Linked DNA regions of Zea mays: all the other regions are linked to region 3. A link is a contact called in public Hi-C data. All regions are on one chromosome and are shown on one strand. The core of a region is the stretch at or near the end of the contact, and the rest is flanking DNA. Distances in the headings are between cores, read along the strand shown. Region 1 holds the start of LOC103636168 (serine/threonine-protein kinase). Region 2 holds the start of LOC100277439. Region 3 holds the start of LOC100273621 (inter-alpha-trypsin inhibitor heavy chain-related).

The links. A called contact is a pair of places that touch in the nucleus more often than the background predicts.
Region 1: a contact with region 3 is called in a Hi-C map of tassel, with 3 times the contacts expected there. The contact joins the promoter of LOC103636168 here to the promoter of LOC100273621 in region 3. A contact is called at or near these places in 2 of 25 Hi-C or Micro-C datasets (ear and tassel).
Region 2: a Hi-C map of ear shows a contact between it and region 3, with 3 times the contacts expected there. The contact joins the promoter of LOC100277439 here to the promoter of LOC100273621 in region 3. A contact is called at or near these places in 10 of 25 Hi-C or Micro-C datasets (bundle sheath, ear, endosperm and 3 more) and 1 of 3 datasets of contacts at active chromatin or transcription factors (leaf).

The regions. Positions count from the first base shown.
Region 1 is chr1:71,295,235-71,299,487 of Zm-B73-REFERENCE-NAM-5.0, reverse strand. It overlaps LOC103636168 (serine/threonine-protein kinase), which reads left to right and starts at 2,678. Exons shown (of 3, transcript XM_008658520.4): 1 at 2,678-3,630. The coding sequence starts at 3,018.
Region 2 is chr1:71,249,178-71,253,949 of Zm-B73-REFERENCE-NAM-5.0, reverse strand. LOC100277439 reads left to right here and starts at 2,712. Exons shown (of 5, transcript NM_001367324.1): 1 at 2,712-2,933. The coding sequence starts at 2,817.
Region 3 is chr1:71,111,151-71,115,957 of Zm-B73-REFERENCE-NAM-5.0, reverse strand. It overlaps LOC100273621 (inter-alpha-trypsin inhibitor heavy chain-related), which reads left to right and starts at 2,831. Exons shown (of 13, transcript NM_001360282.1): 1 at 2,831-3,349. The coding sequence starts at 2,936.

The DNA.
Region 1 (4,253 bases), core at 1,429-3,928, 180 kb before region 3:
CTCGCTCCCGCGCGGCCGACCTTTTCTAAGAAGGCCCTGGTCCTTCCTTTTATAGTCGTAAGGAGAGGATCCAGGTGTACAATGGGGGTGTAGCAGAGTGCTACGTGTCTAGCGGAGGGAGAGCTAGCGCCCTAAGTACATGCCAATGTGGTAGCCGGAGAGATCTTGGCACCCTGCTGGTGTGATGTCGTGGCTGTCGGAGGAGCAACGGAGCTTGGCGGAGGGACAGCTGTCGGAGCGGTTGAGTCCTTGCTGACGTCCCCCTACTTCCGTAAGGGAGCTGAGAGCTGCCGTCGTCACAGGGCACGCGGGGCGCCATCATTGCCTATCTGGCGGAGCTAGCCAGATGGGACACCGGTCTTGTTCTCTGCGGCCCGAGTCGGCTCGGGGTAGGGTGATGATGGCGCTCCCTGTTGACGTGGCGGGCCCGCGCCCGAGGCCGGGCGACGTGGGGGCTCCTCCGAAGCTGGGGTCGAGTCTGTCTTCCGTTGCCGAGGCCGAGCCCGAGCCCCTGGGTCGGGCGAGGCGGAGGTCGTTCGGCAGAGGCCAGGGCGGAGTCCGAGCCCTGGGGTCGGGCGAAGCGGAGTTCGTCGTCTTCTGGGGCTGAGCCTGAGTCCGAGCCCTGGGTCGGGCGGAGCGGAGTTCGCCGTCTTCTGGGGCTGAGCCCGAGTCCGAGCCCTGGGTCGGGCGGAGCGGAGTTCGCCGTCTTCCGGGGCTTAGCCCGAGTCCGAGCCCTGGGTCGGGCGGAGCGGAGTTCGCCGTCTTCCGGGGCTTAGCCCGAGTCCGAGCCCTGGGTTGGGCGGAGCGGAGTTTCCTATGGCGCCTTTGGCAGGGCCTGACTGCCTGTCAGTCTCACTCTGTCAAGTGCACTGCAGTCGGAGTGGCGCAGGCGGCGCTGTCCTTCTGTCAGACCGGTCAGTGGAGCGGCAAAGTGACGGCGGTCACTTCGGCTCTGCCGGGGGGCGCGCGTCAGGATAAAGGTGTCAGGCCACCTTTGCGTTAAATGCTCCTGCGACTTGGTCGGTCGGTGCGGCGATTTAGTCAGGGTTGCTTCTTAGCGAAGGCAAGGCCTCGGGCGAGCCGGTGATGTGTCCGCCGTTAAAGGGGGGCCTCGGGCGAGACGGAAATCCCTCGGGGTCGGCTGCCCTTGTCCGAGGCTAGGCTCGGACGAGGCGTGATCGAGTCGCTCGTATGGACTGATCCCTGACTTAATCGCACCCATTAGGCCTCTGCAGCTTTATGCTGATGGGGGTTACCAGCTGAGAATTAGGCGTCTTGAGGGTACCCCTAATTATGGTCCCCGACAAATATATAGGGGCAGAATATAATGCTGTTGTGGTGTGTAATAATTTGGTGCATAGTGTGCAACAGTAGTTTCTGAGTATGTGTATCCGGTTTGTCATGTGATAAATCCAAACTGGCCGGTTGTGTTCGCTAATATTAGGGCACCACGCGGTGGTCCTGGTGCATCCTCGGACTGTCCGGCACGGAAAGACGGAGGGTCCGCGTAAGGGCCGGACTGTCCTGGCAAAAGCTCGGACGGTCCGACCGTGTCTAGGGGCGTCGATCTGTCAAGCAGGGACGACAGTGGTGGTATTTGCCCTGGATATTAGTTCATCGGCATACCATATAATGGTTGGGGCTGCGAATCCATATTTGTTGCCGATGTATTAGATATCGATATCCTATTACTAGTTTCATATGATGGAAAACTAGGAGCAATAGACTTCTCCAACGCACGTGTTAATTTTCTAATTGATTATTCTAACCCGCCAATATGTTGTTTCATTTGATTATGTTGCTGATCTACATAATGTTTAATAGATTGGATGTCGTGGGGTTTTCTTACGTTGGGGACTTGAAGCGAAGATAAAAGAGATGCAACGTCGGTCTCTCCATATTTGACAACCTTCTGCTGGCGATCCACCGTGTATTGTGACAAGAATTTCTCCTTCGCTTGACGCATGTAGTCTTCGTATTGAAGTTGTCCCTCAGCCGTCAGACTTTCAACAACCGACTTTAGGATATTGTCCGAGGAAATATCGATGTGATCTTTAGAACCGACCATTTGAGGCCTGATTTTAGTAGATACCGGTGTGTCTTGGTGTCGGTAGGCCGCCCGAGACGCCTCTAGTCGACGTAGAGCCGAAGAGAGGTGAAGGTTTGAGGTAGAGGATGCTAAACTTGGGCTAAACTAGAGTTACTTCTAATGTATAAAGTAAAAACGATAAGTATAATTGATTGGATCGATTTTAGGGGTTTTATCGGTCGTAGCCCTTCATCTATATAAAGAGGGAGGTTTGTACCCGTTACAAGTCGGTTCCCGAGTCAATTCCGCAGGTTTAGCTAACAAATCTTGCAAGAAATCCGAAGCCATAATCGATTCTGCGCTGCTACGACGGATAGTCCGAACCGCGGGCCTGGACTGTCCACAAGGATATTTTCAGTGTTCAACAAATCGGATGGGTTTTTTTTATCCGTGTGCGCATCTCTATTTTTTTTTTTTTGAACAACATGAAAGCTAGCTACTATGTATCGGCAGCCAAAAAGGAAAAAAAAAAGTGTTGTGAAATTGAGGAAAAGACAGGAAGAAAGGAAATCGAAGCATAGGAAAACTGGAAATCCACGGCTGGGAGGGCCGGTGGGGCGCACATATGCATGCGATCGAGGCGTTGAGCTGTCAAGTCAGCGGTCAGCGCGGCGATATGTCTTCTGTCTGCTGTGGACTGGAACGGAAAGCCGATCGGCTCAACCAACGCGCCATCCATTTTACTCGGCATGGTTTTGGTTGGTAGGTAGCTATGCTTCACCGCGGGCCGAGCCGGCCTCTACAAATACTCATCCATGTGCTTCTCATTTCCTCGGCCACCACCACCACACAACACCCACACGCGCGCCGCGCCTACTCGACGACCTAGATAGCTGCTAGCGAGCCTGTCCATCGATCGGCCTCGTGCTTGAGCTCAAACCTGTTGCATGGTGTGCGTGCGTGGCATAGATAGATAGACAGATCGACGATGGCGAGGTCATCCAACAAGAAGAAGTCGCAGCAGCTGAAGCAGAAGCCGGTGTCGGCGTGGCAGTTCCTGTTCCGCGGGTGCCTGGGCGGGGCCGCGTCCGGGAGCAGGCGGCGGAAGAACAAGGTCCAGCCGCGGTCGTCCACGCAGCAGGGGCGGGCGGCGCCGCCGTCCCCCGCGCCGTCGTCGTCGACGGGGCTGCAGCACCAGCGGCTGTCGCTGACGGACGTGATGAGCACGGCGTCGGACCAGGACCTGTCGGTGTCGCTGGCCGGGTCGAACCTGCATGTGTTCACGGTGGGGGAGCTGAAGGCTGCGACGCAGGGGTTCGTGGACAGCAACTTCCTGGGCGAGGGCGGGTTCGGCCCCGTGTACAGGGGCGCCGTGGCCGAGGGCGCCAAGCCGGGGCTCCGCTCGCAGCAGATCGCCGTCAAGCTGTGGGACCCCGAGGGCACGCAGGGCCACAAGGAGTGGCTGTCGGAGGTCATCTTCCTGGGCCAGCTGCGCCACCCCAACCTCGTCAGGCTCGTCGGCTACTGCAGCGAGGAGGAGCACCGCCTGCTGGTCTACGAGTACATGCCTAAGGGGAGCCTCGAGAACCACCTCTTCAAGAGTGAGTAGTATTACCACGCCCCATCCATCGTCACCTACTCTCAGCAAATTTTATCATTTCCTGTTCAATTTGTCAAACGCGATGGGTGCAATCCATCATCCAGTTCGTTCGTACGACGTGCTCCAGCTAGCCCGCACTAACAACTACAAGTCGTCAACTGATGGTTGGATTAGCATTAGCTAGAGGTGTGGTACACGGCCAAATAAACACTGTTCATTTGAAAGGGCTATCTAGCTAGGAGGGAGTCCGAGCTGGTGGTTGACCGCAACGTTGCATTAAACTGTTGATCCTGTTATGATTTATATGAGTTTGGTCAAAATTGTTAGAGAGATCTGGCTTAAAACAAATGCAAAATGCCATAATTTAAGGATGAATATAATACACAAAAAAAAAACAATCCACTATGTATATGAGCGCGCGCTTGCATTTGGCTGCTGTTATTTAGAATATTCTAAACTTAGGTTTAGACCTTAGTTTTTTAAACCATAATATTTTAAACTGTAGTATTGTCTTGATTAAATTATAATGTAATATTTCAAAAACTATGGTTTTCCAAAACGTTGTTCACGAACAGGGCCTTATGCATATATGCATGCATGCTATCCGGGGACGGGGATGTTGAA
Region 2 (4,772 bases), core at 1,463-3,962, 140 kb before region 3:
ACTTCAAATTATTGAGATTCCTCACAAAGGAAAAAACTTGAGATAAGGAAGAATAGCGTGGTACCCAAGTTTGATCTTTGGATCACTTGAGAGGTGTTGAGTGCAACCCTTGACCGAAGGAGGTCATCACAACATGGAGTAGGCATTGACCGAACCACGGGATAGAATCACCGTGTCACTTGTGCATCTTTCTATCGTGATTATTTTTTTCTTCCATAGAGTTCTCACTTATTCACTTACGCTTTTGTTCCTAAGTTCAATACATATTCTAAAGAAACGGTCAATTGGAGAGTTCTCTTCTCTGTATTCATATCACCTTGATTCTAATTTGATACTCTTTAACCATTTAAAGACTTGTTCCCCTTATTATAACGCGCTCTCGGGCCTTTTGGACTTCTTCCCCTTATTATAAAGCACTCACTGAACATCCAACAACGCCGAGACATCGAATTCAAGCCTTTGCTTTAGTAGATTGAGATTTGGGCACTTGTTTTGAGTTGTAACTCCGTTATGTTGTCTTTGTGCTCCTCTCTCTCGCTTTGTGTGCGTGAGTCAGTGCAAGTTTGTCTCGTGTGTGTGGTTCTATTCCCTCCCTTAACTCTTGCGGTTTAATTGTGATCAATTGTGTAAGGGTGAGAGACTCAAAATTGTTGAGATTCCTCACAAAGGGAAAAAACTTGAGATAAGGAAGAAAAGTGTGGTACCCAAGTTTGATCTTTGGATCACTTGAGAGGGGTTGAGTGCAATGCAACCCTTGACCGAAGGAGGTCACCACAATATGAAGTAGGCATTGACCGAACCATGGGATATAATCACCGTGTCACCTGTGCATCTTTCTATCGTGGTTATTTTTTCTTCCATGAAGTTCTCACTTATTCACTTGCGCTTTTGTTCCTAAGTTGAATATATATGCTAAAGGAACAATCAAGTGGAGAGTTCTTTTCTCTTTCATATCAGCTTGAATTTTAACCATTTAAAGACTTCTTCTCCTTAGGCCATGTACAGTGGTGTTTAATGTGGAGGCTCTTAAGGTGTTTAAGGGGGTTATTTGCAAAAAAATCTTAGAGCCATCTCTCCGTGAAGAGACGCCTCTGGCTCGTAAACCAAGTAGCAACAGACGCCTCACTTTTCACTGTATGAATTTGTCCTCTGTTCTATCGATCTGATGCTATACAAATACATTTAATTATGTATTTATTAATAGACTACGTTTATAGACACTCCATTGTACAATAGAGTCTCTTAGGCCTTGTTCGTTTACATCGGATTGTACCCGGAATCGTTCCGGCTAATCAAAGTTTATATAAATTAGAGAAGTAATCCGGCTCGAAATCGTTCCGACCCACCAATCCGACACAAACGAACAAGGTCTTAGTTATCTCCTGTGCTTGGAGAACCGGTTTGGTGTCTCTCCACTGTACATGTCCCTTGTAACGCGCTCTGGAGCCTTTTGGACTTCGCGATGTCGTATATTAATTTGAACATATATATATATATACTACCCCGTGAAAAGAAGACTGTAGGATTAATAAATATGACTTTCTACTTGTCCTCAAAACACTACCCCCGTTTGGATTGACTGAGCTGAGCACGTACGGATTCTTGACATCTCGAATCTCAGGGCATTCCAACGGGCGCTAATAAGGTTGTAGGCGACGCACGGCTGTGGGAACATATGATTGCTGCAATGAAGCGTGTGATGACAAACCATCTCCGAGGTCCAGGGGGGCAGGGCAGGGCATAGCATAGCATAGCTAGGGGAGAAGCACGTGTAGCAGCGCGACAGACGAGAGAGCAGATAGCAGAGAGCACGCATGAGTAGAGTAGCGGCCTGGAGCTAGCTACAGTAGGAGTAGTAGTGTATATGCTTGCTAGCTCCTCCGCATCGTCGCGGATGGACCCACCCAGACCCAGCGGCGAGGCCTGGACGGGTGGCTGGATCCCTCCCTCTGTCTCTCTCTGAGACTGTGCCCGTCTCTAGATCCGGCCCCGACAATCTTTCAAGCCCCGGCCACGGCCAGTCTCTCTCCTCTGCTGTCACACCCCTTCTCTCTCTTTCTCTTCCCCCCGGCCCTCCCTCATGCATATGCATGGTACTCGCATTAGATTCTACTCCTAGCTCACTCGTCAGCAGTCTCGTCTCAGATTCAGCCAGTGGTGGCGGACTGGCGGCCTAGCTAGCTAGCTATAGCTGCGCGTTGCGAGCTTGCATTGCTGCACCGGAGTAGTAGTACTAGTACCGTACTACCATCTCTTTCTCTCTCTCTCGCAGCACAGCCACAGCAACACTAGGGTATACTACCCGGAAAGAGAGAAACGAAGGCTTGGCTGCCGCTGTCTCTCTCTTCTCTCTCTATTCTCTCTCTCTCCCCTCCATCATTGATCATTGCCGCCCGAAACGGCAACCCGCCACCATCCCACTGCACGCTGCAGCTCGCCCCGTCCTCCTCCTCCTCATCCTCCTCTCCCCCTTCCCCACCCCCATGTGCTGGCCTGCAGCAGCTCGCTCCACTACCGCCATTTAATCCTCCTCGCGCTCGCTCGCTGCTGCTGCGCCTCTAGCCTAGTAGGCTCTCTGCCTCCCATCATTCGATTCCTTTGCACTTGCTGTGCTGGCTTTGCTTGCTCTTGCTCTCCCCTCGCCAGCAATAAGCTCGGCCCCATTCCGCTTCTGCCATCAAGCCCTTGCCGCGCGCGCACCCGCGCACTACGTATAACCAGCTAGAGTAGCTTGGTAGCTAGGCTCGGCTCGCTAGCGAGCTCGTCGATCCAATCCATCGCTCGTTCGTCCACTATAACAATCGACGACGTGTACGATGGCAGCTGCGGCGGCGCCGAGGCCCAAGTCGCCGCCTGCCTCGCCGGACCCCTGCGGCCGCCACCGCCTCCAGCTCGCCGTCGACGCGCTCCACCGGGAGATCGGCTTCCTCGAGGTACACTACAGTACGCATTAATTAATAAATACTAATATATAAACCTCACCTGCACATGCTCGCATACCACCACCTCTCATATCACTCCATCATCGATTACGCTGCACTGCTCGGCCGTCTTCCCGACTGCCGGGCCTTTCCGCATTTTAATTTGCATGCATCACCTATATGACACCATATCTTATGAGCAAGGAGCCCTGCTGCTCCCATGAGCAAAATCAATCCAGACCACACCCTCCACATCCAACGGTGCTGCGTCAGGGGGGTTTTTGTAAAATGTTCAGAGTTGTAAAGAACATTTTACAAAACCCCCTGACACAGCACCGTTGGATGTGGAGGTTGTGGTCTGGATTAATTTTGCTCATGGGAGCACCAACGCTCCTTGCGCACAAGATACGTTCTCTATATGTTCCTTGCTGCTGAGTCAGATGCGCTTCCCTTTCTCTCTCTGTACTGAAAATGCAATCGCATGCGTACGTGCAGACTGCACAAACAAAGGATGACGAATTGAGGATAACGAAATTGAAATTACCAGTTGCGCTAGCTCTGGTTGGTGGTTCTCGCTCGATCCGGCCGGCCGCGAGAGAAACTGAAACGCTAGCGCTAGCTAGCACTAGCAGCAGTGGGGCGATTCATGAGACCGTTACCTTGAAAGCTAGCTTAGTAGTTCTTTAATCCTCTGGGCTTGCTGGTTTATTAGTTTAGGCCTCCGGGCACGTGCGGACCCGTACGTACGTACCATGGATTTGCGCGCGTGTCAAGGCTCAACACTCTGCGCTTTATATTCGTTTTGCCTACCATTTCCCACGACTACTTACTCCGTCGTCTCCGTCTCTCTACTCTATTTAGCTAGCTTGGATTCTTCTTTGTCTTCTGCCTGCCGCTGATACTACTTCTCTCTCTCTCTCTCTCAAGAATCAAAGCACTACTACTACTGCTGATTCAGTTCTGTTCTATATATCTAGCTACTAGCTAGGGTTTAAGGGATCTAGGATCTCTACATGTACAAGAAGATACAAGGCCGGCGGCCCACGCTTTGATTATTGGTGTCACACTGTCACATATGCATCTCCTAGTCCTAAATACTCCTCTCGTATGGCATGCATGCATGGCTTTTAATACACTATCCGTATGATCGATTACCCGCACCATCTCATCTTATATCACCGCATTTGTTGATTTTACTTAAGATTATGTTTGGTTGTTTGTATGTGTGAGTCACGGCCTGCATAGGTGGATGCAAAATAAGCCATTTTGATGTTACTAAACTGCATCCACCCATACGCTCAAAATTATCGTATCTAGCCAGTCAGGACGGTGTCAGCCTGCGCATGGACGTGCATCCATCCAATCAGGCTGTATAATACATCACCTAACCGCCTTATCTAGGTACTCTAGTATCCACGTGTATTAAGATGAATCGAGATGTGAATTAGTTTAATTTATACCCCCGCCCCCAATCCACCCCCAATACATATGGATTGGGGTGAACACTATAGTACCCAAACAAAGCTGTAGGCGTAAGTGCACACCTTGCATTGCTGGCTACACCGGCGCACACTACACTATAGTAGCAGGCGCGTGTAGTATATGCTAAAACATATTCCCTTCATTTTTTATTTTGTCATGGCTTAGTTCAAAAATAAACTAGCTTACGATAAATATTCAAGAACGGAGCTAGTATATATTTAAACAGCCTAAATCAAGGCTTCCTTTAGCTCATCAATGAAAAACTCCGTGCAACCTGCCCTTTGCTAACTTTATTGTTTTAATGTATTATTATTATTGTTGTTGTTGTTGTTGTTATTATTATTATTATTATTATTATTATTATTATTA
Region 3 (4,807 bases), core at 1,582-4,081:
GGAGACATATGATCCTCATGTACGTATGTAGTGCCCCACGGTCGTGTATATAAGGCCCAGGAGGTACCCCATCATTTCCATCGACCATCTATCTATCTCATTAGCTTTTCTCCATTCATGAGACATTGCTTGTAACCCACCACATATAGATACACCTCAGAAAGTAGGGTATTACGCCTCTTCAAGCGGCACGAACCTGCAGAAAATCGTCTCTCCCTCTCTCGTGCGTCTAGAACGAACCATTGAGTTACAATCAACAACACTGTCCTACCCTAAAAGCACCGCAAAGGGTAACCCTGAGTGTACGGTCGGACTCTAAACACCAACAGTGATTGACTATTTATGCTATCTAGTTAATAACATAATGATGTTGTTTGATGAAATGACCATGTAACAGACGATATCTACATGGATACATAAACACTTGGAGCACATGCAGCACGTTTGATGCCTCGACTATGGTGTTTGGTTTTTCTAACCAAAGTTTAGTCCATGTCATATGAGATATCAATCAGGAATATTAAATATAATATAGTTATGAAACTAACTACACATGTAAAGACAAAACATCAAGATGAATTTATTAAACATGATTAATTCATAATAAGTAAATGTTTATTTCACATTATATGCAAATTATGAACTAATTAGATTTAATAGATTTGTCGTACATTTTAGTCGTCATCTATGTATTTAGTTTTGTAATTGGACTATATTTAATATCTATAATTGATATTTAAATAGTCAATGTGATATAGACTAAACTTTATTCACATGAACCAAATACCTGTGTCACAGACAATCCTTGATTTGTAGTTTTGCTGCAATGCTCAAACATCGCCTGAGGTCCCCATATACAAAATAAAGAAAAGAAAAGAAAAATCTTAGTAGGCCGATGCTAGGCCGTGAGCGTGTGGTGTGGATCGCTGGCGGAAGAGTGTTGCCATGGCAGTCTTTTTAAGGATGTGTTTGGATTATTTCCTACTTTAGGTTTTCTTCGATGCAAGGGGTTAGTTCTATTTAATTTCGACTAGAAAGAATTTTAATCCACTCTAATTCTTTTTGATCTCCTTCGCAACAGAACATGTTGTTACCGTATTGCGAGTTCGGTTCTCTGGCCAGTAGCGCCTTGGAATCTATATGCTCTCCAGGATTTCCTTGCCATTATATGCTAACCAGTTCAGCTCTCTTGTGTAGACAAGGTTATATAGCTAGCCCTAAAAACCGTCTTCGGCCCGCATTTCGCTCGTATAGTCATCTAAAACATTATTTTGCACAGTTTTATATTATAGACTGCACTGTTCACATAGTGAAGTTTGAATATACTGCTAAAGGTAGCCTAATCTCCAGAGTTCGGACAAAAAAGCTTGGAACTTTCAAAATAGTTGTTTTTGTCCCATTTTTTTTCTTTGGCTGTCTATCTTCTAATCCGAGCAGCCACTTAGGCCATCTCCAGCAGCCCCGTGTAAACGACCGTACAAAATATACTATTTTGCACTGTTTATAGAGTGAAGTTTAAAATAGAAAATAAGATAGTGAGTCTACTGAAGATAGTTGGGCGTGGTGGGGTGGCCACCCTAGCTATCGGTAGTTGCCGTCGCCTGAGAGTTGAGACCCCTCCTTTACGTCAAGTTGCCGAGTGTTGAGTTTGGCATGCACCTTGTACCGACACCGCTACTTGGCGAGGAACACCGATGAGCATGGAGTGACAGAAGAAGGCTGATGCCTAGGCGTCCTTTGGTTCACCCAACCAGACCACGCAACAATGGCTTATTAATCGTCCCACAAAACACGAGTGGCCGGTTTCTTCCTCAATCGATCCATTTGTCATCCTCCACTTCTGTTTCCAATCCTTCGTTCTCGCATGAGGTAAGCAGTAGTTTTGGCACTATACCTTTACTCCTGTCTTGTTCGATTGCGTCTGAATCGAGATAGATTGAGAGAAATTAAATTTCCTTCTATTCAATTTTAACTAAAAAAAAATTTAAGTCTATAATTCTCTTTGACCTAAGCTCTTAGTGGATTTATAAGACCAACTTTTCTGAGAATCTAGTTATAAAGAGAATATGACTCTTGAGAGAATCTAAATATCGTTACGATTATGTGAGCAGAAATATAAATGTGTCTATAATGTTCATAATCTAGAAACTTTTTTTTAACCCGAGCTTCTACTTTTTAGGTGTTGTAGGAAGCTCTTTCAACATCTTTGTAACTAAACTAGCCGTTACAGCAGACCAACGGCCGGAAACGCGGCCATCGGCCATCAACGTGTCCAGCCCGGCGTGGGGCCGCTGCATAGGCAGCAACGAACACGCGTGGGTGCGCGATATCGCCATGTTCGTGTGCTTGCCGACGGGCGACGGTCACAATAATGGGTCGCTTTCCGGGCGGGTAGCCGAAGCAGCGAGGCGATGAGAATGATGGGCCCCCATAGCTCCACGGGATCATCGATCATCTCTTCTCCGTGTGGATGAGGACCACACAGATATTTTGCTCCTCCAACGACGTAGCCCTAAATTTTAGAACAAAGAAAATAAAATTTTGAGCTATATTTTTCTATAAAAGAATCCTTAGTTTTGGTCGAAACTTTTGTGTAGCTTTTGGATGAAATGCTCTCCTGGTCTGGAACCGGAAGTGCAAGAAATCCTGAGAAACTGCGGAGACAGGCAACGTGCTCATCCCGCCCGCGTGGACCACGTCCATCGGAGCACGAGAAAAACAACGTGCCTCCCCGGGCAGGTAACCTCACCGCCCCCGCCTGTCGCTGGCCTCGTCTCGTCCCCGTCACCCTCCACACGCATGACTCTCCCACCTCATTCGCTTGACCTCCCTTCCACTTAAACCACGCCAAAAACCAGCTCGCGATTCCTCCCACTGGCCTGAATCTGACCCGCATCGCCCGCCATCCCCACCGCCGCGCCTCTTCCGGGCAGCCATGGACGAGGCCTTCGCGCGCGCGGTGGAGGACGGCCTCAAGCTCACCAAGCGCCTCGTCCTGCCCAGCGGGGGCGGGATGCCGCCGCCGCCGCGCCCGCACCTGGCGATGGACCGCGACGACCCCGCCGCGGCGCTGCAGCAGCTCATGCCGGCGGCGCCCATGGCGTACGCCGTCGTCGTCGACCCGGCCGCCGTCGACAGCCCCGACGTGCCCAGCTACCAGCCCCACGTCTACGGCCGCCTCGACCCGCCCGCGCTCATCCCGCTCCAGATGCGGGAGGTCGAGCTCCGCGTCGACTGCGCCGCCGGCTGCGCCACCGCCGAGGTCGCCCTGCGCGCGCGCTGGTGGCTGCACTGCATCACGCGCAGCCGCGCGTGCCACTGCCGCATCGTCGTGCCCATGGCTCACCAGGTCCAGCATATGCACTCATCCTTACCTTGCCCTTTGCGTGTGCTCTGTTAGTTTTGGATATGGTTATTAGGCGTTTCAATGATTACAACATTCACTTGCATCCGCCGGCAGTCTGGTTCGTGTTAGGTGGATGGGCCCCCAATTAGCTGTCGCTTTGGACTATGCTCTCCGGGTTCCGCAAATCAGGACATAACCCGGTGTCATTACTCCGTATGTCTTTACTCCTGGCCTACATTTGGCTGGATCATGGCTGCCATTGCCCTGCCTTTCTGTTGCTAGTGGATTCCAGCATGGTTTTGGCACAAATTCTTTGCTTTCCGTGCTACAAGATAATTAACAAGAAAGTAGTATCCAAAGTAGCATCGGATTGAACTTGCAAAGGGATTGCTGTCTTCGTACACTTGTCCAACACAGACTTCCACTAACGGATTCTTTTGTGCACCGCGTTATTGTACAGTATTTGGAGAATTGCTTTACTAGAACCAATAATTATGTGCGGTTAAAAATGTGCGCCTTCAACTGTAATTCTGAGAGATGGAAGTGGCGTGAATTACTTTTTATTTTGCATTTGGAGCTTTGCTTTCTCCAGGCGAATTACTAAAACCAGTTCAGTTTATGACTGCATGTTATACATTTCTTCTGCATTCTGGTGTTGGCTGACAACCACTTCTATAGAACTTGAGAACCCTGCCTGATGAAGTTTTATTTCTTTCGTTTTTACTGCTGTTCTTGTGCTATTTCAGATGTTTGGAGTTTAGGAAGAAGCTCATTTTTTTGCCCCTGAACTATCATGAGAGTCCAATTTTGTTCCGAACTTATACCAGACAACTTTGCCCCTTCAACTGTTCAAACAGGGTGTTTTTGAATTTTGACTCTTAAGCTGTTTTAAAGCCAGTTTTTGCTGACATGGCATGTTTTTTTTTCTCGAAAAGCGTAGGAGAACTACGCCCCATTATATTAAAAGAGGAAGGATACAAAGGGCAGGAAGGCGCTCTGGGTACATGCACTCCTTACGGAGGCCAAGAACAGGAGTACATGAAAATATCCATGAAGGATCCAACCGCCCTAAATTATATGGCTAGGAGCAGCCAGAAAGGATAACCCCTTGGCTCCTGCAACCTGCCATGGCATGGGTTTTAAACATGCATATCTGTCCTGTTATCAGCTTGAAATAAATGAGAACCCAATTTTATGGCCAAAGTTGTCTGTTATTTGAGTCAGGGGCCCAAGATTTGCTTCTCATGATAGTTCAAGTGCCAGATAGAATTTCTTCCTTGAATTTAACAACTCTTTCTTTGTGGGTTAAATTTAGAAGCTTGATAATACTGACCATAAGAGAATGAATGTCATTTATATACCCATCAGTGTGCATAATGCATGGATTCTTTAATATCGAGACCTGTGTATGCCATGATTGTAAGCCCTTAATTACAAAGAAAATATATCTTTGCTACTGTA